2 separate regions of the Lactuca sativa genome follow, and region 2 is linked to region 1. Evidence: chromatin contacts called from public Hi-C data. All regions are on one chromosome and are shown on one strand. The core of a region is the stretch at or near the end of the contact, and the rest is flanking DNA. Distances in the headings are between cores, read along the strand shown. Region 1 holds the start of LOC111921657. Region 2 holds the start of LOC111921669 (F-box/kelch-repeat protein SKIP30).

The links. Hi-C and Micro-C count contacts between places; a contact is called where the count stands out from the background.
Region 2: a Hi-C map of leaf shows a contact between it and region 1, with 4 times the contacts expected there. The contact joins the promoter of LOC111921669 here to the promoter of LOC111921657 in region 1. A contact is called at or near these places in 2 of 4 Hi-C or Micro-C datasets (leaf and seed).

The regions. Positions count from the first base shown.
Region 1 is chr9:8,448,601-8,451,560 of Lsat_Salinas_v11, reverse strand. LOC111921657 reads left to right here and starts at 1,437. Exons shown (of 1, transcript XM_023917238.1): 1 at 1,437-1,943. The coding sequence starts at 1,437. The coding sequence ends at 1,943.
Region 2 is chr9:8,592,968-8,595,927 of Lsat_Salinas_v11, reverse strand. It overlaps LOC111921669 (F-box/kelch-repeat protein SKIP30), which reads left to right and starts at 1,506. Exons shown (of 2, transcript XM_023917250.3): 1 at 1,506-1,681; 2 at 2,794-2,960. The coding sequence starts at 2,826.

The DNA.
Region 1 (2,960 bases), core at 188-2,687:
TTAAGATGTTCAACTCATCCATTAAGTCCTTAATCACATAAGATACGTGTCCAAACTTTCCAAAAAGCATTTAGGGGTACTATTGATCTCTAAAAATGTAAACTTTATGGACATGCATGCCCCATGCATGTCCTTCCTCAAATCTAGGTCAAAAGAGGAAAAGGGGACCCAAATCTCATGCAAGATTTCCAAATCACAACAAATTCTTAGATCTATGAAATATAAGGTCATCGGGACTCCTAAGAGTCATAAGTTGCAAACTTTATCTCTTTGCTCCACTCAAAATCCAATGAAAGAGTTTATTAATCAAAATAACTTTAGATCTCTAAGGAAAAGATAAAAACTAGATCAAGATCCTTACAAAATGTCCAACAAGATGCTTTCAGAAGTTGGGGAGTGTTTTGCTGGTCTCTTGCACAAAATCTTCCTCTACTTCTTTCAAAATCACCAAAAGCTAGCAAATGAGCTCTAAGAGCTTCAATAACATAAGGGTTATGGTTTCTGAGGGTTTGAGAGTGATGGAGGTTGATGGTGAATAAACCCTCGCCTCCTTATTCCTTTAAATAAGGTGTAAAGCCCGAAAATTATGGTTTTATTAAAATCAATTGTCACGTCATGACATCTATGGCCACGCCATGATGGGTCTTTTAAATCCCGCAATCTTTGAAAACATTGTCACGTCGTGGCCACCCAGAATGAAGACTTATAGTATGATGGATTATTTCATACATGAAGCGGGTGTTACAGAAGGAGACATACGACCATTCTTAGGGTTATTAAAGGATCACTCAAATTGGAAAAAAAATGAAAATACTTGTAAATGCAAGGCACACGAGAGGTTAAAATTGTGAAGCAATACAAAATGTTAACTCGAAGACAAGTATGTAACATATTTTAAATTAGAGGATCATCTAAGATTAAAAAAAAATTAACATCAAGACATACAAATTACTCCAAACATAAAGAACGTGATTTACTTTTATTTTTGCAATTAACATGTTAACAAATAAAAGTTCTCACAAACTATCATGAACATACTTGCTATCTCCTGAAATGTAAGTCAGTCATCTTCCTATTTTTTCTATTAAATCCTCATCTCTTAAAAATCTACTTCATTTCAACTTGACCTGCGATTTTCATGTCGTATTGAAATTGACCACATAACATATAATTTCTTTAAAAGAATTTGGTAAGTTGAATAAAATAAAACACACTTATCCACCTTTTTTGTTTTAGACACTCTCTCACCTCATCTCGAAATCCGTGGGGAATCAAACACACACACATATAGATACAGAATTCTGTACGTATATCCCACGAACACACACCATCATTTACCAATTATCGATCATCTCTCAGTTTTCCCCAATCCATTTTGGGATTTGCATCTCCCTGTTTTCCAACTAGGGTTTCGTTTTTCCTCCGATCGACGAACCATGAAAGTTCACCCAACACCCAATAGGCGAAACATCACCGTGCGATACGATTTCGCCTCTCAATCCAACGCCGCCGACGTTATTTGCCGGCAAAAGAAGCTCCGGCGACTCCCTCATATCTTCGCCAAAGTCCTGGAGCTCCCTTTTTACTCCGACGCCGACGTCTCCATCCAAGAAACATCTGATTCGCTCAAATTTGTCGTCGATACAGACGACGACATCGGCACCGATATTGCTGCTCACACGATCGAGATCTACCCCGGCGTTACTAAAATCGTTGTAGGGGGGAGGCGAGTGGTTAATAGTTGCGCAAATCCGGTTAATGAGCTTGCGCTTGACGTGTGGCGGTTCCGGCTTCCGGCGTCTACGCAGCCGGAGCTTGCGACTGCATCGTTTACCGACGGAGAGCTTGTAGTTGTTGTGCCGAAAGATGTTAATTTGGATGGAAATCAGGGAGATCTTTGGGATGAAGGTAACGAAACAGGGCAATTTGTTCTTGTACAGTAATCGAAATATTTTACCTAGTTATTATTATGTTTCTTGAGTCAAATGTGATGAAATTGCTGATTTCTGATCCTCAAGCTATATGTTTCTGAATACTTCTGTTACTTATGATGATATCATCTTCTTCTCCATTGGGTTTTCAAGTCTTTTTTATTAATTTTAATCCATTAGGTGCTACTTTATGGTTTCTTTCATGATAATGATCTTATTTGGGAGCTTATTGACATTGATAGAATCATTGTCAATCATACAAAAAAGCAATCAAAATCTAGTCAATTTGGTGCATAATGCTCAGTCTTAAAAGTGATCAGGTGGTATTGAAGATTCAGAATCAGATAATTAGCTCTAATAGAACAAGCCTTTGCTACTTAGGTTTGTAATCATCACCTTTTGATAGTGACACAGTGTTAGGTATTTGGAAAGTTGTAGCTATATGAGAAAGTAATAAATAGAATAAGGGTATATATATTATTTTACTCTAATCAATTTTGTTGTGGCTACTATCAAATGATTATTTAACCTCCAAAAAATTAGAAAATTCTAAGCAAAAGTACAATTTTGCTTCCATTTTTGTCTCTAATTTGTATATGTGGTTTGCTTTCGCCTCAACCCTGCTTTGTTAATGCAATGGGTACTTATAAGCCCCTGATTGCTACAACCATAGCAATTTAAAGGTTAGGTTAAATGCATGAAATAAGAAAAGAAATTAAAAATATAATGCTATAACAAAAGGATATAAAAATACACGAATAAATAAAAGTACATTGCTATTTATTGCATTAATACTAACCTAACAATTTCCCGTTTTCTAGTTTCTTTACCCCAAGAAACACAAAATATCTTTTTTTCCAGCATCATGAGTACCCATGTTTGTGTTTAATTAAATCACCCGCCTTAAAAAATATTTATTTGTGCTAGTATACGGACCTTATTTGTGTATGCTTGAGTGGCGAATTGGTAAATATTCAGAAATTTAAAGGGCTAAAAGGAGGAGGATAGAATTTGTTAAAGTTGAAAATA
Region 2 (2,960 bases), core at 257-2,756, 140 kb before region 1:
ACCCGCACAACGGTATTAGCGGTTATAATCAATGAAAATCAATTTAGCGAGGACGAGACAGGAAATTATAGGGAATTAGGATATTATCCACAATTTCAGCAATATTCGGTTACAGAATTGAGATTTCCACCTTGAGGACAAGGCGTTTGTTTGGGAGGGGAGTAATGATATGACTCGCCGATTAGGTCAACATTATCGACTAATTAGTAACTATTTAATTATTTATTCAAATTAGGTAGTAGCTATCTTTATTTAAAATTAGGATATCTATTAGTCTCTTTTAAATTTATGGTAGGATTATCTAGTAACACTTATATATAGGGTTTCGATATGTCTTTTTGATTATTGATGGAATAAGAATTATAGAGTTTTACTTTGTTTTGGGAGAATCCCTATTTCTGTGTCCCGAATAACAAGTTTTATCAGTTAGACATGGAAATAGCGTCTTGGCCTGACAAGAATCCAGCTCACATGTAACTCTATGGTAAACATTGTCTTCTTCAACTGTAAACTCGATTATGTTGAATTAATGAAAATAAATTAATTGATATTTTTAATTATAATTAATTTTTGAAATTAGATATGCTAATATTTTTAAAAATCTTATTGACAAATTATGCATGAAAGTATAAGCTAAACAATTTTTTTATTTTTTTATATTTTTGAAAGGGAACTTATCTAACAAAGGTTTTCGTGACATTAATTTTGCAATCATTTCTAAAAAGTATATCAAAACCCCCTAAATCTAAATTTTGATCTTAAGATCCTACAACGAAAATTGATATCGATCACATTAAGATTTATATGAATCAAGATTCATATTAGGATATTAAGATTTAACTCAATACCATCTTACATATTTAGTTTTTTTTATTGTATCTATAATCAAAGTCTCAAACATTCGTACTTCAATTTGTACTTCAATTTGAGTCGAACATCACAGGTTGAAAAAAGAATTAATGTTGTCATCATCACTTCATCCAATAATCATGAATTCCAAAGAACATCATGACACTTATTATCATTGCGATGTTATGCCTTTTCTTGGAGATACTTATTATCATTGCGATGTTATGCCTTTTCTTGGAGATGCTCATAGTGATCTTGTTTTTTTTTTTTTTTTTTTTTGCTCAAGATTTTTTATTCCGAATTTTTACGGTTTGCAAGACTAAGAATTATGATTATTGCTTAAAAAGTTAATTATCAATGTCTTAATCGACATCAAGTATAATAAGTGTTGCACAAATAAGACATTGCAACTAAATTTAAATAGTGGTTAATTTTTTGTAGGATAACCATACCAATTGTGATCTTCCAAAATATAAAATAAATCTAAACAAGATTGATCTCAATTTTAACAACATAAATATTGAGCATAAATTTAATATCGAATATAAAATAATAGAATTATCCGAACATAATGTATAAGAGAACATTTTATGGAATATACTTTTGTGGAATTCTGTCCATTTTGTGATATATTGAGTTCGTCTAATAAAACCTTATGTATCGTTTCCGACTTCCGTACCCTTCCTGTCTATCTTTCTCCCGTCTTAATATAAAACAAAAATAAGAAAACCGACAAAAAAAAAAAAAAAATTTGCCCTCGTCTTCACAGGCACTTCGCCTCCATTTCTTGATAAATTACGAAGAACTCTGCCCCAAATCTTGGTTTCTCAAGGTAAATTTACGGTGTTTTCTTTTGAATATCGATTATTGTTGCTGGTTGTTTGACCAAGATTTGTTGGATTTTGTAACTCCGAATTATTAAATTAATTGTCTTGCAATTGGGAACACGAGTTCTCGATTTTGATTCAAGCATATGGAAATCTGGTTTGTTTGGACCAATTTAGCATTTGGCTGATTGATTATCATGTAATTTTTATGGGGTTTGTAGCATGATTTGAAATCTTGATGCTTTGTGATGATAGCAATTGTGTAATCTGGACTCATAAACACCAACAGAAAGAAAGATTTGGGTGTGCTGATTGTAAATCCTACTCAAGCTTTTACAACGATCTTAGTTTCATTTGCAAGATTATAACTTGTGTCAAAGGTTTACTTTTTAGGATTTTCGAATCGGCTTCTCAATCTATATCTACTCATACATTATAATACATTAGCAAACACCTTTACTTTGTTCTTTATGTCGTAAATGTTTGATCCAATGCCCAATTCGATTCACTCTAGACTCCAGTATTTAAAGTTTGTTCAAAATATATACCAGAAGACCAAATTTGAATCAAAAGACTTTTATTATTCTTAGAATGCTTACAATGAGAGAAAACCACACAAGGAGGTCATCCTTGGATACAAAGGGCCAAGACCAAATTTGAATCAAATTAAGCATAATGATTTGAAGAACAAGTTAACACCTCGTTCCCAAGTTTAACAAAAGAAAAGAAAAGCAAGTTTAACAAAAGAAAAGAAAAGAAGAGAAAAGAAAGTCACGTGAGAAAAGAAGAGAAAGGAAAGGAAAACAAAATTTTCTTTCGTGTTCCCGAGTTGGAGAGAAGTGGAAAGAAAGTGAATCATTTTGTTCTTTCTTTCCAAATCCTCCCAAATCGGAAGGAAAGTTAGGAGGGAAAGTGATCCTCCCATTTCCCTCCACTTCCCTCCTTTAATGAAACTCGGGAACACCAATTTCTTTTATTTTCTTCTCATTTCCACTCATTTCTTTTCCTTTCTCTCGTTAAGTTGAACTCGGGAACGGGGTGTAAGTATAGCTAGATAATTTGACACTTTCTTCTTACCTGATTGAAGGGTTTTGTTTCTTTTGAATATTGTTTGCAGGTTGCAAGATCATTCATTGACTCCAAATAATAATGTCAGTTCTCATTGAAGGTCTCCCTGATGCTGTTGCTATACGATGTCTTGCGCGGGTCCCATACCACCTGTTTCCAAAACTAGAAACCATTTGTCATTCATGGAGGGATGCGGTTCGAAGCAATGAACTATTC